Regions from separate parts of the Macaca mulatta genome. Here regions 1 and 2 are each linked to region 3. A link is a contact called in public Hi-C data. All regions are on one chromosome and are shown on one strand. The core of a region is the stretch at or near the end of the contact, and the rest is flanking DNA. Distances in the headings are between cores, read along the strand shown. Region 1 has its middle 23 kb from the start of RBM43. Region 2 holds the start of LOC144333309. Region 3 holds the start of RND3 (Rho family GTPase 3).

Region 1 (2,700 bases), core at 72-2,571, 740 kb after region 3:
TGTCTGACTAGATGTCTGACTCAGGAGGTGACAACCAAGGACCAGTCCCTGACTCAGCATCACCACCTCTCACTCACTTGCTTTCACTTAGCAATTCTGCTGGCAGATGAGGTGGAAAAATCCCGAATTGACCAAGATGATCTTGAATTAATTTTTTGACTCGGTGCAATGTGAGATTACTCTGAATTAATTGATATTTGGTTTCTGACAGCTAGTAAAATAAAAATTCAAACTAGAAATTAAAATCAGTTATGGGGAAAGGTGATATTTTCTTGCAAAACTGAGTTTGCAACCTAAGAAATATACATTAGCCATAAATGGTGGTAAACTACATCATAAATATATATTGTAAGAATATAATGTCTTTACTTTTTCATTTTTACTTTTAAAGGTAAATTTAAAACATTCACAAAGGGAGAATAAATAGCATAATGAACTCCAGCTCCGACAATTATCAGATGTTGTCAATCTTGTTTCTTCTATTATCTTCCCACCCCTCTCCACACACGCACACATACTTTCAATTCTCCTATGTATATTTAATAGAAAAGGGATTTCAGCATTACCAAGATATCATAATATTTTTTATTTTTTATTTTTTTGTGGAAATGGGGTCTTGCCATGTTGCCCAGGCTGGTCTCAGACTCCTGGGCTCAGGCAGTCCTCCCACCACCGCCTCCCAAAGTGCTAAGCCACAATGCCCAGTCCCAAGATATCATTATGACACCTAAAAAGATTAACAGTAATTCTATAATATGGTTTAAGATCGTCTTCCTGTTCAAATTTCCATAGTTGTCTCACCGGCATCTTTTTTGTTTGTTTGTTTTGAGACAGAGTCTTGCTCTGTCGCCCAGGCTGGAGTGCAGTGGTGCGATCTCGGCTCACTGCAACCTCCGCCTCCCGGGTTCAAGCGATTCTCCTGCCTCAGCCTCCTGAGTAGCTGGGACTACAGGCACCCGCCACCACGGCTGGCTAATTTTTTGTATTTTTAGTGGAGACGCCGTTTCACCGTATTAGCCAGGATGGTCTGGATTTCCTGACTTCGTGATCCGCCCACCTCGGCTTCCCAAAGTGCTGGGATTACAGGCGTGGGCCACGGCGCCCGGCCCTCACTAGCATCTTCTTATGGCTGTTTTGTTTGAATCATAACCCAAACACGCTCCACCGATTGTATTTGGAAGTCTCCTGGGTCCCTTTATTGTGTAACACTTTACCCTCTAAAGTCTGTGATTTCTACATTTCTAATGCACGTGGAATCTTGCCTGTGAACTAAGGCTGAGCACGAAATTCACAAGTCTGCAAGCTGATTTGGAAGTACCACGCTAACTGATTGCGCCTCTGGAGCCACCACAGCTGATTTAAATGTGGGCTACAGCAGTGTTTCAGCAGAAGAGCAAAGAATTCCTCAGACAGAGATCTGGCTCCCTCTAGTGCTTTTTCAGATTATAACAGCCTCTGATTCTCAAACCAAATAAGAACTAGAAAAATGATCCCAATGTAAATAATTTCATGATGTATGCCCTTTTAGCTGCATATTTCTTACATCACACCATTCAACGAGGATGGAATTATTTTATTTTCTTTAATAATGAAAGATAACGTTTACTGAATATTAAGTACAGAGTCAGAAGCTACATGTTTATTCCACAGTCTATGGGAGATGTCATATTCCATCATTTAAAGTAACATCATCATATAGGAGTACAAAGACTTACTTAAAACAATAACAGCAACAACATCAAATTAACATCATCATCTCTGCCAGAAGTCTTGCTGCTGTTTCCAAGGTACTCCTATTGTTTTAACAGCTCCTTTATTTCAAACTGCCACTTTCTCATTTTACTCATCACTGCATTTGGGTTAGAATTGGGAGTAGGCGGAGGTTTCGCTAAAAGAAATAAATTCTCACAGTTGTTTCTGATATGGCATCAAATGGATGAAAACAGAACAGAAGAGAGGGCCAGGCACGATGGTTCACACCTGTAATCCCAGCACTTTGGGAGGCCGAGCTGGACGGATAGCTTGAGCCCAGGAGTTCGACATCAGCCTAGCCAACATGGCGAAACCCTGTTCTACAAAAAGTAGAAAAATTAGCCAGGCGTGGTGGTGCGCACCTCTAGTTACAGCTACTCGGGAGGCTGAAGTAGGAGAATCGCTTGAGCCCAGAAGGGCGAGGCTGCACCAAGATTGCACCACTGCAACCGAGACTGCACCACTGCACTCCAGCCTGGATGACAGAGTGAGACCCTGTCTCAAAAAAAAAAAAAAAAAAATGTAAAAAAGATGAGAGACAAAATCGTTAAGACCAGGCTTTGGCACCAGGTGGCAAGAAAAGGGAAGCATAGAAAGTGTTACAAATAATTGACATCTACTAAATTAATGTACTTTAAAATAATAATTGATTGTACAAAGTATTATAACTGGCATTAAAAAAAAGAAAGCAAGGGCAAGAAAGCATACACCTAATCTAGGAAGGCTTATTTACCATGAATAACCTCTTCATCTCTGAGTATATAGAAATACATAGTTTTATAGACACTTTTGTATATTTATGTTTTAAAACTATAGCTACTCTGCCACAAGCCATTTTTAAAAGGGGCATTCCTGAAAGAAGAAATAAAGCTGAATTGAAGTTGAGAGTGAGGCCAGGTGTAAATTAGTTTCATCTAATGAACACATCTAATGAACATATCCTGAGAA
Region 2 (2,700 bases), core at 44-2,543, 870 kb before region 3:
AACTTCTTTCTAACAAAAGACTTACAAAAGGATCTTCCCTACTGAACTATTATAATTTATTCATTTAAACCAAAATAAAACCAGGTCAAATAATAGCTTTCTATTCTACTTCAATTAATTTCTCTCCTTTGAAAGTGCCACATACTTCTTTTACAGCATTCTTTTTCTGTGCAGGTTACGGGCAGGCAAAAATTCACCGTAGAACTTGGCCAAGACTAGTAATCTACTCTTATGACTTGTCTCTACAGTCACACTTTAGACTTAATATATCATGTTCAATTACAGAAATACCATCCTGGCTAACTGCTGCCATATAAGTCTTCCTAGTACACAGCTCTAAGTGAATAATCACAATTTAAGGAATAAAGTCTAAATTACTGAGTTCGGCATTCAAGGTTCTCATTTACTTGGTACCAACCTCACAATTCAACCTTATCTCCCACTTATCTCTTTCACACATCTTACATTTAGGTTAGCAGGGAGCAATGACTTTTTAATTTTTCAGAGGGGTAGGCGGGGTGGGGAGTTCTATGAATATACCTTCCTGTCCTTCCCGCTCATATTTTAGACTATACAAATCTCACCCATCTTTCAAACCTTTCAAAAGTTAAATGTTTCCCTCATGAAGTGATCCCAAACTCCTCTCCACAAAGCCTTGAATCTGCATTGCACCTTTGTGTACGTTCTAAAAAAATTATTACTTTATACTTTAATTGTAGCTGTTTTTATATATGTCTTATGACCGCTACATATGAATTCTATAGATAGGATGTGTCTAATCACTGGAAAGTTACAGTCAATAAATATCTTTGGTGTGTGAGAGTATCTCCTGTTCTTATTTTGTAGGATTTGGAAGGTCACTTCCAATACAGAAACTGTTGAAAAGAAAAGAAAAGAAAAGAAAAAAACACCCTTCAGTTTAGCTAACCCAAAAGATAAAAAAGGGCCTAAACATAGATTCTAATATTTACTGAAACGCTGTATTTAAAAATACCGAAAGGGTGCTTGAATTTCCACATCTGTACAAGTCAAATTGTATAAGTGTATTTGCAGTGAAAAGAATGCTACCACCTTCAAAGCATAACACAATTTCACACCACTTGCTTCCCCTGACATTTTTGATACATTGTCTAACACTATGCCACCCAATGCCATCATAATTAAACCTGTTCTTTCATTTCCTAACATTCCCAAACTAGTTTACTATGCTGATTCTTAGGAGATAATGTACTCACATTGGCCATCTCCACTGGAGAGGGCAGTTCGCAAAATAGCTTTCCTTTGGTAAAGTTATTCCTGGGAAAGAACACAACAAAACAGACGAGTGACCGATTAAACTCCAACAACAGACAACTGAGGTAACGTCCACTTCGGAGGTGTGTCCTCCACCACGTCAGGACCAAAGTCCAAGCTCTCCCCGTACCCTAAGGAGGCCAGAACTCGCCCCCATACCGGGCACAGATCCCCCGGCCCGGAGCGGGCACTGCAGCTCAGAGCCCTTCCGGTTTACAGCCGCGGAAAATAAACTCGGACCAGATCGGGGCGGGGAATGGGGGCTGGGCGGCCACAATTCAGTCCCGGGAATCGAAGCGGCTGCTTTAATAGAGGTTGGGGCTGCATAACAACAGCTCCAGGCAAAGCTTCCGGCTAAGCTGAAGGATGAGGAAGCAGAAAAGAGACTAAAGACAGAGGGACAGGATGGCTGGGGACAACGACAGGGACCCAGTGAAAATACAGGCAATACCGAGGGCTGTAGCCCTAACACGAGCAAGTTTGGAGGGGCTAACGTGGGCGGAAACCGTCCGTACCAGGCACCACCACTGTCCCCAGCTGTCCCAGAACCAGACTCTTCCTGCCGTTAAAATGGCGGCGGCGACTGCAGCTGTGGTAGCGCCTACGCTGGCGGTGACCAGGCAGAAGAAGTTGCTGCTGAGCGCGTCGATGCGAAGGATCGCCGAACCGATGATGCGCACGCGCAAAGTAGGCCTACGTGGAACCGACCTGTCACTGGGTTAAACGCATGGGAGGAGAAAAGGTGGGGCGAGGGTGATTTGGGTGGATGGAGAGGAGGGCTCCCAACCTGCGTTAGGCGGTCAATTAACCTTCATGAACTCCTTGATGCGTTTGATAGTCTTCCCATCTTAAGCCTTTCTTACTGCCTCCAGGAGATACAGTCTTCTGTTCTTTTTGTCATAGTTGTTTATTTTTCATGACTCGCTGTTTTTGAGCGTAGGACACTTACCTCTTTCTGTGTTCCCATCCCTACCACAGTGCCAGGCTCTCGATATGCTCAATAAATAAATATTAGGCGACGGATTTGTAAATCGTATATCATTTTCATGTATCTAATACGTTTTTTAAAAATTGACTAAAGCCCATAAGCCTATATTTTATTTCAGCTGTCCTTAGTTTTCGGCCTGGTGTTCTTTTCCGTTCCAGGTTCCTGTCCGGAATACGTCACCATGTCGCTCCAGGCTTCTCTGGACTGTGACCGTTTCTCAGACTTTCCTTGTTTTTGATAACCTTAATAATTTTGAAGCGACTTATCGGTCATTTGGTCAAATGTCCTTCAATTGGGTTTTGCCTGTATTTTTCTCAGGCATTGACTGAGGTTATAGGTTTTTTTGTTAAGAGGTAAGGTAAAGTGATCTTCTCATCACGTCATGTCAAGGGTATATACTATCAACATGACTTATTACT
Region 3 (2,700 bases), core at 16-2,515:
CCCCTAAGAGCGGCAATTGCAAGTATCCGCGTCGCCTCTGGGATTTTCTCCCGCCTCCCATCACCCCCGCGGCGCTCCCCGCCTCCCTGCCAACCAGCAGGTTAGATCTAGGAGGGGCGCCTGCCTTGAGCCGGGTGGTTCCGCCCAGGCGCACGCAGCGCCGCTGCAACACCCTTCAGCATCGGGCCACCTCGGCCGACCCAAGGCGACTTGACCACGGCTCCGCGGGCAGATTGCTCCCGGCCACCTAGCCACTAGTGGCTCCAACCGCGGGGTCACCCTGCGGGCACACAGCGCCCTCCTCTCCCCACTGCCATCTCCTGGTCCACGCTGTCGTCTGCCGCCCCCGCCCAGAAGGGATACAATTTTCGCCCACCAGGGACCGTGGGAATCCTTTGGGAGGGCCAAAGTTAATGGAGGGGCGCAGACGGCTTGTAGCGCGAGGTTTCCCGAGACCCGCCGCGCATCCCCCAGCGGCTGGAAACCCGCCCCAAGCGCCACGCGGTCCTCCCACTCTTACCCGAAGTGTCCCACAGGCTCAACTCTATTCTTTGTGTGTCGATTTCAAAACTGGCCGTGTAATTCTCAAACACTGTAGGAACATAATTCTGGATAGACAAAATGGGCGAAAGAGGGCAAAGAGGTTATGTTTAAATGCACGACACCCGTTGAACACCCTTCGCCTCCCGGCTCCCCAATTAAGAAAGAAAACCCTCATACATCAGACCATACACTAAGCACATAGACCCTTTCCGAAATCCCTGTCCTACTCCCCACCCACCCGACCCGGCTCTCACAGACGTGCTGACCCGAATTTCCCAAACCCAGGTTATGCACACAGGAACGAACAAGTTTCAGGAGCTAACCAGCCCATGTGCAGGCGCGTCCCAACCCTAAACGTTTCCAGCGCACTTTCCCTTTCCCCGCAGTCTAACCAGCGGAAAGTAGTAAGGGCGAGAAAGACTTTTTTTTTTTTTTTTTTTTTTTTAAGCAAAAACGGGTGAAAGCGGGGAAGCCCACCTCAGGACTGGGATCCCACTGGCCGACCCCCTCCTGGAAGCCGCGGCCGGCCACACTCACCTCGGGGAAGCAGTCCTTGGCGAAGACATGGAGCAGCGCAGTTTTTCCACACTGACTGTCTCCCACCACAACTATCTTGCATTTCACGTTCTGATTAGGATCCATGATAGATTTGCTGGATAATTTCTGGCTGGCTCTTCTCTCCTTCATTGATGTTGCCTTATTTTCTCTTGGAACAGGAATTTTCTCTTAAGAAGAAAATATATTTTTCTCTTTATAAAAAGCAGATATAAAAATAAATCGCAAGGCTGATGGGCAACCCCTGAAACGCGGCGCAGACGAGGAGGAGAGCGAGAGGAGGAGGTTGGTTACTCCCCTCCAACAAGTTTTAAGCCTGACTCCTCACCGCGCCTCCCAAGTCCAATTCCGAGCCGACTGCTTTGTTTCACGCTCTCTGCGCGGCTTTATACGCCCGGCCTTCCAATCCTCTTCTTTCTCAATGAGAGGAGGAAACTGATCTGCCTCCTCCCCTTTTATGGAGCCTGGGAGTGAGCGCTGTTGCCTTGCTTGCCGAAAATGTAAGCAGTGCGCCCTCTAGGGTGCCCGTTCGGGATCTATTTCAGACCAGGCTCTGCGACGACATGAAGACCCCAAAGATGCTTTGCTGACAAGTCCACAGGGCAAGGTGGGAAACTGGCATCTGTGGATATTGATTTAAACTACAATCCCTTTAAATATAGTTTAATATAGGGGCTTATCTGTAGAAGCCTCATGACCTTTTATGAAAACAAACATTTCCCACCCAAGTTAAAGCACAGTATAAAACATAGGAAGCAAATCTTGGGTGGAGAATGGTTGAGTGGTTCTATTTTTTTTTTTTTAAATGGTTTGTGTCAGGTACATAGGCCATGGACCAACAGATTAGCCTCTTTATTCCAGATGCAAGAACTGACTTGGCTGGGTCATAGCAGTACACTGGCTTCTAAAACCTGTCAGGCAGAAAGGTTTTGAGGAGTGGGTACAGGAGGTGGGAGGGGAGAAGAAAGAGAAGTGGAAGATGCCCATCACTGAGTGACAAAGGCCATTGGAAACTCAACCCTAGGGACCCAAACACTTGTCAGCTTAGTTACACCTCCCCACACTTGCAGTGAGGAGACTGGGGGTTGGCGGGGGGGTAGATGTTGATATTATCTGTTAATTCTTTATAGCCTCCATCTTCCTGGAATCAAAGCACCCTAGGCTTGACTCAAAAGGCACAAATATCTTTAGCTGAAAAATGCAGGTACAACCTTCCACCCTCTCCTCTCCCCTCCTCCACATCCATCTCTCTAGCCCTCCTACTCTTCCCCGCAAGCAAGAGTCTTAGAAAGGACCAGAATAGTCCACACATTTGTTCTTTTTCTATGAGAAGTCTTTTTCTCATCTTCATCTCCTGCACCCCAAATGCTCAGGAGGTTTCAATTGTTACAATATAGTGGGACATTGGCCAAAACCAACTTATATGGTCTCCTATGGAGACTCCTAGGCTTATAAATGAGAAGAAGATGAGGTGAAAACAAACAAAGCAGAAAGTTCAACATGGGAAGTGAAAAGGCACAATGAAGACTGGTCAAAAGCACTGATGTAAGTAGTGGACTGGCAGGGCCCCTGAAGCCTAGGGGATCCAGGAATGATGTACTA

What was found. Hi-C and Micro-C count contacts between places; a contact is called where the count stands out from the background.
Region 1: a contact with region 3 is called in a Hi-C map of fetal cortical plate, with 2.8 times the contacts expected there. The contact joins the enhancer-like site here to the promoter of RND3 in region 3. A contact is called at or near these places in 4 of 14 Hi-C or Micro-C datasets (blood, fetal cortex germinal zone, fetal cortical plate and 1 more).
Region 2: a contact with region 3 is called in a Hi-C map of liver, with 5 times the contacts expected there. The contact joins the promoter of LOC144333309 here to the promoter of RND3 in region 3. A contact is called at or near these places in 3 of 14 Hi-C or Micro-C datasets (fetal cortex germinal zone, fetal cortical plate and liver).

Annotation. Positions count from the first base shown.
Region 1 is chr12:56,198,935-56,201,634 of T2T-MMU8v2.0, forward strand. No RefSeq gene overlaps it. Among named protein-coding and RNA genes, the nearest start is that of RBM43, 23 kb to the right of the region's middle. Within about 2 kb of position 1,322, at least 5 of the 40 cell types and tissues checked have an H3K27ac peak or open chromatin away from gene starts, as enhancers often do. A contact at or near this core is called in fetal cortical plate, where this site is marked.
Region 2 is chr12:54,592,605-54,595,304 of T2T-MMU8v2.0, forward strand. It overlaps LOC144333309, which reads left to right and starts at 1,294. Exons shown (of 2, transcript XM_077956552.1): 1 at 1,294-1,980. The coding sequence starts at 1,699. It overlaps MMADHC (metabolism of cobalamin associated D), which reads right to left and starts at 1,300. Exons shown (of 7, transcript NM_001265642.1): 1 at 1,236-1,300. The coding sequence starts at 1,244.
Region 3 is chr12:55,462,257-55,464,956 of T2T-MMU8v2.0, forward strand. RND3 (Rho family GTPase 3) reads right to left here and starts at 1,266. Exons shown (of 5, transcript NM_001261682.1): 1 at 1,081-1,266; 2 at 521-608. The coding sequence starts at 1,230.